2 separate regions of the Mus musculus genome follow, and region 1 is linked to region 2. The links are chromatin contacts, called in public HiChIP or PLAC-seq maps. All regions are on one chromosome and are shown on one strand. The core of a region is the stretch at or near the end of the contact, and the rest is flanking DNA. Distances in the headings are between cores, read along the strand shown. Region 1 overlaps Tln2 (talin 2). Region 2 overlaps Gm10646 (predicted gene 10646).

What was found. HiChIP or PLAC-seq counts read pairs in DNA pulled down with a chosen protein or histone mark.
Region 1: an H3K27ac HiChIP or PLAC-seq map of embryonic fibroblasts shows a contact between it and region 2, with 3 times the contacts expected there. The contact joins two enhancer-like sites. A contact is called at or near these places in 3 of 39 promoter capture datasets (the 3T3-L1 cell line, cranial neural crest and liver), 2 of 484 Hi-C or Micro-C datasets (the HL-1 cell line and nephron progenitors) and 2 of 115 datasets of contacts at active chromatin or transcription factors (embryonic fibroblasts and large pre-B cells).

Annotation. Positions count from the first base shown.
Region 1 is chr9:67,268,324-67,272,208 of GRCm38.p6, reverse strand. The region is part of intron 44 of Tln2 (talin 2); the gene reads left to right. Among named protein-coding and RNA genes, the nearest start is that of Mir190a, 34 kb to the right of the region's middle. Within about 2 kb of position 1,873, at least 26 of the 459 cell types and tissues checked have an H3K27ac peak or open chromatin away from gene starts, as enhancers often do.
Region 2 is chr9:67,103,359-67,107,467 of GRCm38.p6, reverse strand. It overlaps Gm10646 (predicted gene 10646), which reads right to left. Exons shown (of 3, transcript NR_153957.1): 2 at 1,381-1,630; 3 at 1-715. It also overlaps the pseudogene Gm22145. Among named protein-coding and RNA genes, the nearest start is that of Gm10646, 3.1 kb to the right of the region's middle. Within about 2 kb of position 1,482, at least 108 of the 459 cell types and tissues checked have an H3K27ac peak or open chromatin away from gene starts, as enhancers often do.

The sequences.
Region 1 (3,885 bases), core at 624-3,123, 160 kb before region 2:
AATATTAGAGGACCCACATGTGGGATTTCATATCTCCTCTCTTGACAACAATCTGCTTGCATGACACAAAGCCCCCGCCTGTAGGTTCAAGACCCACCTGCTTTCCTTATTCCTTTCCACAGAGGCTAGTGTAGGCGTGGCTTCGGCAAATCAGTACCCTTAAGAGTCTCAGAATGGCAAGTGTGCACACTGTCAGAGAGCAGTCATCTCTGGAAGCTGTGAGTGGGACCACACAGCACAGCTGGGGACCCAGAGGGGCCTGGAAGAAGTTTTGTCAGTGTGAGTGCCTAGAGAGGGTGTCTAGGGCCCAAGAAACCATGTGGCTCCTTAGAGAAAGGAAGTCCACTCTGAGATACAGAATGATGGAGGGACTGCGGGAACACGGGAAGATACAGGTAACCACATTCGGTGAGATGCAAGCTGTTTATTGAATGGAAACTTTGTTCAGTATTTTCTTAAACACTAGGGCATGGGGAAGCCACAGGTTTGTAACTGGTCTGCTCATTTCCCTGAAATAACAGACCCGCCCTCACTTCCCCAGTACTCTGGGTTGGGACCTGGTGTGTCTAACAAAGGCTTTTAAAGCAACCATAGAAACACAGATCCAAAACACATCACTTTCTAACATATGTCATAACCATGCATGTAAGCAGGCATATCATATATATGTACGGAGGTACATATATATTTCTAGCATGGAGTTCCCTCAGTTTCTAACCATGCTCCTGTCTTTACATTCCAGAGCAGTCAGTCAGGCCTCAGCATGAATAATTGTAATAATTATGTTACATCAGCAAGAAAAATACTGAATCTTAATTCCTTTTACACAGTTTCCCCCGCTTCCTCCTCCTCCTCCTCCTCCTCCTCCTCCTTCTCTTTCTCTTTCTTTTTAAATAGTCTTTCTGTTTCAGTAAGACCAGACTACAGTTCTACACTGTAATTTATCTAGACGTATAATTCATTTGGTCAACATGTAATTTTGAATTTCATAAACAAGTAAAAGAAAGCTTGTGTTACCGTCAGGAAGCATTTGGACAATGGGAAGAAGTAGTTGACTTTGAGTGGAGATTGCCAGGGAGGTTTGGGCTCCTCTCCACAGGAAGCTTTGCAGTGTGATCTAGTCTCATCTGTCTGGAATTGGAACACTAGCCTGCCTTTTCCATATGGACAAAGCTCTCAAGAGCTGGCCACCCCAATGCGGAAGCAATCAGAGCCTTGCTATGACACAGAATCACTGATTGCACCAAGCCAACAAAGAAAAGAATGTGTCGCTAGCCACACAACACGTCACCTTGCATGCTGGTGCCTCTGACATTGTCAGTAACACTTGCTGTTTTTGGCGGGGCATCTTGCGATGTATTTTACAGTCCAGACACAAGAGCAGCATGACCCGAAGCCAAAAATGAGAGGGAGAACATAAGATTACCAGTGGCCTGTGCGGGAAAGTTCTCTGTGTGCATTTGCCAGACAGATGCTTGGGGGGAAACTGAGAAGGTTAGGAGGTCCCTGAAGCAATATAGGGTGTTGTTTTGTTTTGTTTTGTTTTGTTTTGTTTTAACATACCAAAATTGTGGGAGTTATTTGTATACCCGAGAGGGCCCCATATCCCAGAATGTGAAAATATTTACATGCAGGGCAATTGGGAAACCTTTCCTTCAGAGTCCTGCGGTGTACCCCCAACGAGTCCGCATTCTGGTCTTTTCCACAATGTGACAATTACAGGAAAAGCTGGACCTCTGTCCTCAAACATCAAACAGGATCTTTCTCTGTTTATTTTTCCACAGAAAACTCAAGGCTTTGTTAGTAGCACTGTGGAAGTTCTTCAGAAAAGTGAAAACTCTCCTGGCAGCTTTGCAAGTTAAGATTAGTTTCTCTCTGAACACAGAGAGACCAGAGAGATGACTCAGTCATGTACAAACAGGAGGGCCTGAGATCAGAGCCCCAGCACCCGTGTAAAAAGCTACTCATGGCTGCACGTGCCTGTAATCTTAGTCCTGGGGAGGAAGAAACAGGAGGGTGTCTTAGGCCTGCTGGTCAGCAAGTCTAGCCAAATCATTGATGTCCGGGTTCAGTGAGAGAGACTGTCTCAAAGACTAAGGTAAAGAGAATTGAGGAAGACATCTGACCTTGACGTGTGGCCTCTATATGTGCATATAGAAGGACTTGTAACAGCACACATACATACAGAGAGGGAAGGGGCTGAAAATGGGGAGAAGGGAAGGAGGAAGAGAAAAAGGGATGGAGGGAAAGAGGGAGGGGTTAAGATCCTAGGAGCTACAGCTCCACAATGTAAGTCCTGGGGAAAGATTTCGTGACTATAGCTCTATCTCTAGGGAAAGTCACATCACCACTTTGTGAGCCAGGGAGAGCATTGGTTATGCGCCTGGTCCTACAGCCTGCACTCCCAGGTGGAATGGATGTGCACGCTGGCATTTTATTTTTAAAATCCCACCCCAAAACTAGCTGTCAGGTAGAGAGAAAGTGATGCCTGGTTCTGTTGTTCACACTGTCTTCCCTGATATGTTTTCTAAGTGGATCCGACAAGTTCCGATTGTCACCCTGGTCTAACCCTCTTAAGGTCCCCCAGCTAAGCAGCTCTGGTTGCTTTGAAAGTCTTCAAAAAGTCATTTCATTTTTGTTTTGACTTGGCAAGTAAAGGGAAAGTGATTGGGGGTGGGGGGTGCTCCCTCCTCTCCATTGTAATCGGATCTAAACCAGGGCTTTTTTTTTTTTTTAATTTCCTTTAAGGCACAAAAGCAGATGGTTTTCTCTGTACTATTTTTCTTTGATCGAGAAATGAACTGAGGGCTTTTCTTGAGGCTCAAGCAATGCTTCCCTAAAGTTGCCAATTTAAAACCCCAAGTTGTGTGTCTTTGAGCAGCATTCCTTTATAATAAACACTGGTCGTACATTCAATCCACCCTGTGGGTCTTGCAAAGTCGGGCCAGACTTGCTGAGAAGTTTAGTGTTGCTTTGGGACTGAGGCATTTCTTAGTGCTTATCAGTTGAAACAGGATCTTAAAAGTGGGTTCCCTTTCTAGGAAGCTCCTCCAGCTGTAAAAATTTCCAGTGAAATTGCCAGTAGACCGTGTTGATTCTGCGGTCTTCTTGTATTTAAGTGTTCCATCAGCTCGCCGTAACCTGGAAAGTAATGAACATGATAGGTGCCAAGCCCAGATGCTGTGGTGGGCACTGTCCCTTTGCCCTCAACAAAGTATGTGAGACAAGGATCATTTGTTCCCCTCATTTCAGAGATAAACTGAAGCTCAGAAAGCTGAACAAAATTCTGTTTTTATTGAGGCCACTTTTAAAAACTTGAATCAGGGTTTTGTGTGCTGATTACACTGCCTCCCCTTCCCTGATGTCACCAGCAGTCCCCTGTCACTTGGGGATCTCTGGTCATCCTTTACCACCTCTCAGATAATGCTGACCCTTGAATACTTGGTATTAAACTTTATGGAAGCATAAGGACCAAGTTGAGTTTGAAACTAATGTCACATTCCCTGGCTTCCCCTTGATGTAGTATATAAGCCATTAACATATCTTGTAAAATAGATTTGTGTGACAGTCTCAGTACTTAGAAGGCTGAAGCAGGGGGAATCAAGAGTTCTTGGCCAGCCTGGGCCACACAGCATGGCTCTGTCTTGAATGATAACTATTTGAATGGCATCACTGCTGCGTGGCAAACACCTCCCCACCACCACCTCAGTGGCATGTCCTTGCTGCAGCAGTCCAGACATGTGTACAGAGATAGCGTGTTGCTGAAGGCTACCCCTCCTGTTGTACATCACACAGAGTCAGTAGGGCAGCCTGAGCGATGGAGAACCTCTGCAGGACCCAGTGCACACACTAGAAGGCATCCGGAGTCAGAAGCTCACCTTTCTG
Region 2 (4,109 bases), core at 233-2,732:
AATTACCAACACTGACCTTTGACCTCCACAGCTATGCATGCATAGACACACACACAGGCATAGACACACACACACACACACACACCACATACACACATACCACACACACACACATACACATCATACTACACACACACACACACCACACGTATACACCACACACACACACACACACACACACACATACACACAACACACATACACACCACACACACACTCACACTCACACTCACACTCATACTCATACTCATAGTGAGGAAGGGTATTGCCTTTTCAGATACTGACTATCTGGTTTCTCAGCCTAATCTGTTGGGTTCATGGCGGTAACTCTGAATCCTTTGTTCGGAGGAATGACCTGTGGGCCGTGGCTGTAAACAAGATGACTAGTCCCTCAGCTCCCTGTTCACCACAGGGAATGATGGAAGGGTCAGAGATTTACCTGTCATTCCTCTGAATCCTTTCTTCATCCCTTCTCCTCCCTCCAGTGGCAACAACATTCATGCCTGGCATTTCTTTTAAAAAGAGGGATTATAGTTAGGAGCCTCCTTGATGTACTGATATCCCACAAGTCCATGAACAACTGGGAGAAATTTACTCTCCATGGCTACAAAATGCTAAATCTGGAAGGCAGGTCACTTGGAAGGCAGGTCACGTCACCTGGAAGGCAGGTCACTTGGAAGGCAGGTCACCTGGTTCCAGAATTCCTCGTGAGGGTCTGTGAATCAGACAATAGAGCTCACTAGGTCTATAGGGGAAAAAAAAAAACCCTGAAATTTACCATTTCCTTCAGTTATTGTTTGTGAATGAAAGCAACACACCCCAGTGTGTAAGCCTGTGAATACGGGTGTTTTCAGAGTCCAGATCCCCTGGCGCTGGAGTGACCAGTAGATGTGAGCTGGAAATCAATGCAGGCTCTGCAAGAGCAGTGCTCACTCCTAACTGCAGAGCCATCTCTCCAGCCCCACACTTCCCTTTGTATCTCACTTGGGCTACTGCAAAACTCTCAAATTATAATTTACTTACCACCTCCCACAGGCTCTCAAGTAGCCCAGGAGGCCTTCAAATTCTGTGTGTACCCAGGGAGGTCTTGAACTTCTGCTCCTTCCGAAGCATGCGAAGGCCTGCTTTGTGCCGTGTTAGGGATCAAGCCTAGCGTTCCATGCGTTCTAGGCAAGCACTCTACAAGGAGCTAGGTCCAGGGCCCTCTTTTGGTTTCTTGCCCTTTACATTTTCTTTTAAGGAACCATTCATAGGTTTGTGAGTGAACTGAACTGATGGCTCTTAGGCGATCTCGAGCATTTAGCAGCCAGATGGCTTCCTCCATGACTCATCGCCCCAAGCCGGCTCTCTAGAGAGGAGGGGATGTGGTAGCCCACTCACCGTTGGCTTCAGGGCCTCTGATGAAGAAGAAGAATTTGTGGTGAGAGGTCCTGGCCTGCGGGAGGGACCGTTTCTGATGAGGTCATCGGGAGGGAATGCCTCCCTGGGCAGAGGTGGGAGCCTGGGCCAGCTGCCAGCAGCGGGGTCAGGAAGCAGGACAGACAGAAAAAGGAGTTCTGCCTGAGGATTAGCCATCTTTAAGGGTCCTGTGGAATTGCTTTGAAGTTTCATCCTCAGGCAGGCTCAAGCTCTGGGGGGAAAAAAACAAACAAACAATGGACTTTTGTTTTGTCCCCTCCTGATCAGAGAGGACCCAACCTTGCATTAACTCTGATGGTTCTGACCGCAGTTGGGCCCTGCCACAGCTCACAACACCCATCACCGGAAAATTGCCTAGCATAGCCTGTGCCTTCTAACGTTTCAGCAGAGTTTAAACGGTTTCTCAGGGATTCCTTGCAAACTCACACACCTTGTTATACAAGTCAAAAGGGTGTTTTAGAGACAGTGTCCTGGGGGGAACTAAGGTGTTTTGTATTGTCTTTACAGTATGAGACTTGAACACAGCCAAGCATTCAACCCTACACCCCCACCAACTCTATAGCCTACGAGGATCTAGGTATAAGCAAAGCTCCAGGCTGATTTGGGGATGTAGTCATGTTTTGTAACTAGGATAACATGGGTGTCCTTAATCTTGGTGTTCCAGACCTCTGAAACCAGGCCCTGCTTTATACAGATGGATATCATCGTAGGAAACCCAAACTGTAACAAGATACAAATAATAATAGTTATCATGTATAAAGAGGTGTGTGTGTGTGTGTGTGTGTGTGAATGCTGCCTGTGCAGATGAAGCTAAGAGTACTGGATTCCTTGGAACTAGAGCTATAGGTGAGAGATGGGAACCAAACTTGGATCCTCTGGGAGAGCACAAAACTCTTACCTGTTGAGTCATGTCTCTGTCCCCAAAGCTAACATTTCTTGAGTGTCTGTTATATAGAGTTTGGACAGGCCACCATTCAATGCCTGCTGGCTGTGTGTGTGACCTTTTTGCCAAAAGAAACAATAATTCTTTTTAAGATTGAGAGAGAGAGAAAGAGAGAGCGAGAGAGAGCTTTACTGGCAAAAAAGTTAAAGTGCACACATAGTCATTAAAATGTAGGGATGGAATTCAAACCACCATCTGTCAAATCCCTGAGTTTATGCAGTTGACCTAGCATGAGCCACGATCCAGTTTGCTTGGGGACTAAGGAGGTTGCCCAGCACATGGGACTTTCCCACAGGAACTGGGAGGATCCTAGATGAGTCAGTCAGACTCTATCAAGACTGAAAGGTTTCTGCTGGAGACTGAAGCTCCCACTCCTCTTTTGACCACATGGCGTTGGGCAGGCTTCTCCACCATGGGCTCCCCTGCCAGGGGCCTCATCTGATGGTCACACCCGTCCCAGAGATGACCATTGAGTAAGACCACATAGATAGCCACACCTACTGTGTGTCCCACAGGGGCAGCAAAGGTGAGTCGCACACAGGTGCACCTGGAGAGGCCCCGTTTGCACTGTCTAATGGCTTCAAATCCAGAAAGAAAACAAAAACATTATAATCTCTTCAAGTAACTTTCTGTTCTCACTTCCCTTCTTATCCTCTGGGACTCATCCAATTCAATATATCCTAAAGTCTCTCAGGCAAGCTGAATTATCTGAGTTCTCTCTTGCACTATATTATTTTTATTTAGTTTTTATAAGGCAAAGTTATAACATAGTCCCCAAACTACACAATAGAGTTTCCCACATTTGGGGAAATCTCAAGGGTTGGAAGATCTGGATTGCAATGGCTAAGCATCACCCTGGGAAAACTCCCTTCTTGACTGAGGGATCTCTTGCATTTATTGAAATAATTTTTCACTTATTTTTTTGACAACTGCGTACACGTATTCAGTGTATTTTTATCATATCCAGTCTGCCAGTACCCTCATCTGTCGCTCTCCCACTGCTTGAAGCGGAGCCCCTTCCAGCCCGGTTGCAAAGGCCTGGGATTCACTCAGTGTAGGTTAGTGCAACCTCACACTCCCGTGAGACAGAGCAGGGTCCTGAGTGTGCCCCCATTCTCAAAGGCTATTTGGGATCCTCAGTTTTCTTCTCTCTATAACCAAAACTTGAATTCTTTCCTCATCAAGGTTTTCAGAAGTCTCTTGGGATAAAGCTACTTCATTGGCTTAGTATTTGCTTTGACTGGTGAGGCTGCAGGTATGATCCTCAGCACTGAAGAGGGAAAAAAGCCTGGGAGAGAAAGTAGGGTCATTCGATTGCCCAGAGATAGACAAGGCAGTTAGCAGCTTAGCAGCTAAGCAGCTTGTCCATCTCAGGTCTGCCTGCCGCTGCAGCCCACGCCCTCAGCACAGCCCCTGCTTCTTGGCTCCAGGCAGGTGACAGGTTACTTCTCTGCTGGTGAAATGAAGCAATTTAAACCAGATTAGAATATTTTAGAGGCAGGTTTGGGAGAGTTCACTGGGCCTAAGAATTGAGGCCAGGGGAGTCACCATGGGGAAAGAGGGGAAAGGGCAGAGAAGAAGGGAGGGAGAGAGGGAGAGGAAGAGGGAGAGGGAGGGAGGGAGGGAGAGAGAGAGAGAGAGAGAGAGAGAGAGAGAGAGAGAGAGAGAGTACAAAATATAAATATAGGGAGAAGCCTCTGTAGGAAGGGCCACCAGGCGCCTGGACTAGAAAATTTATGGTTGGGAC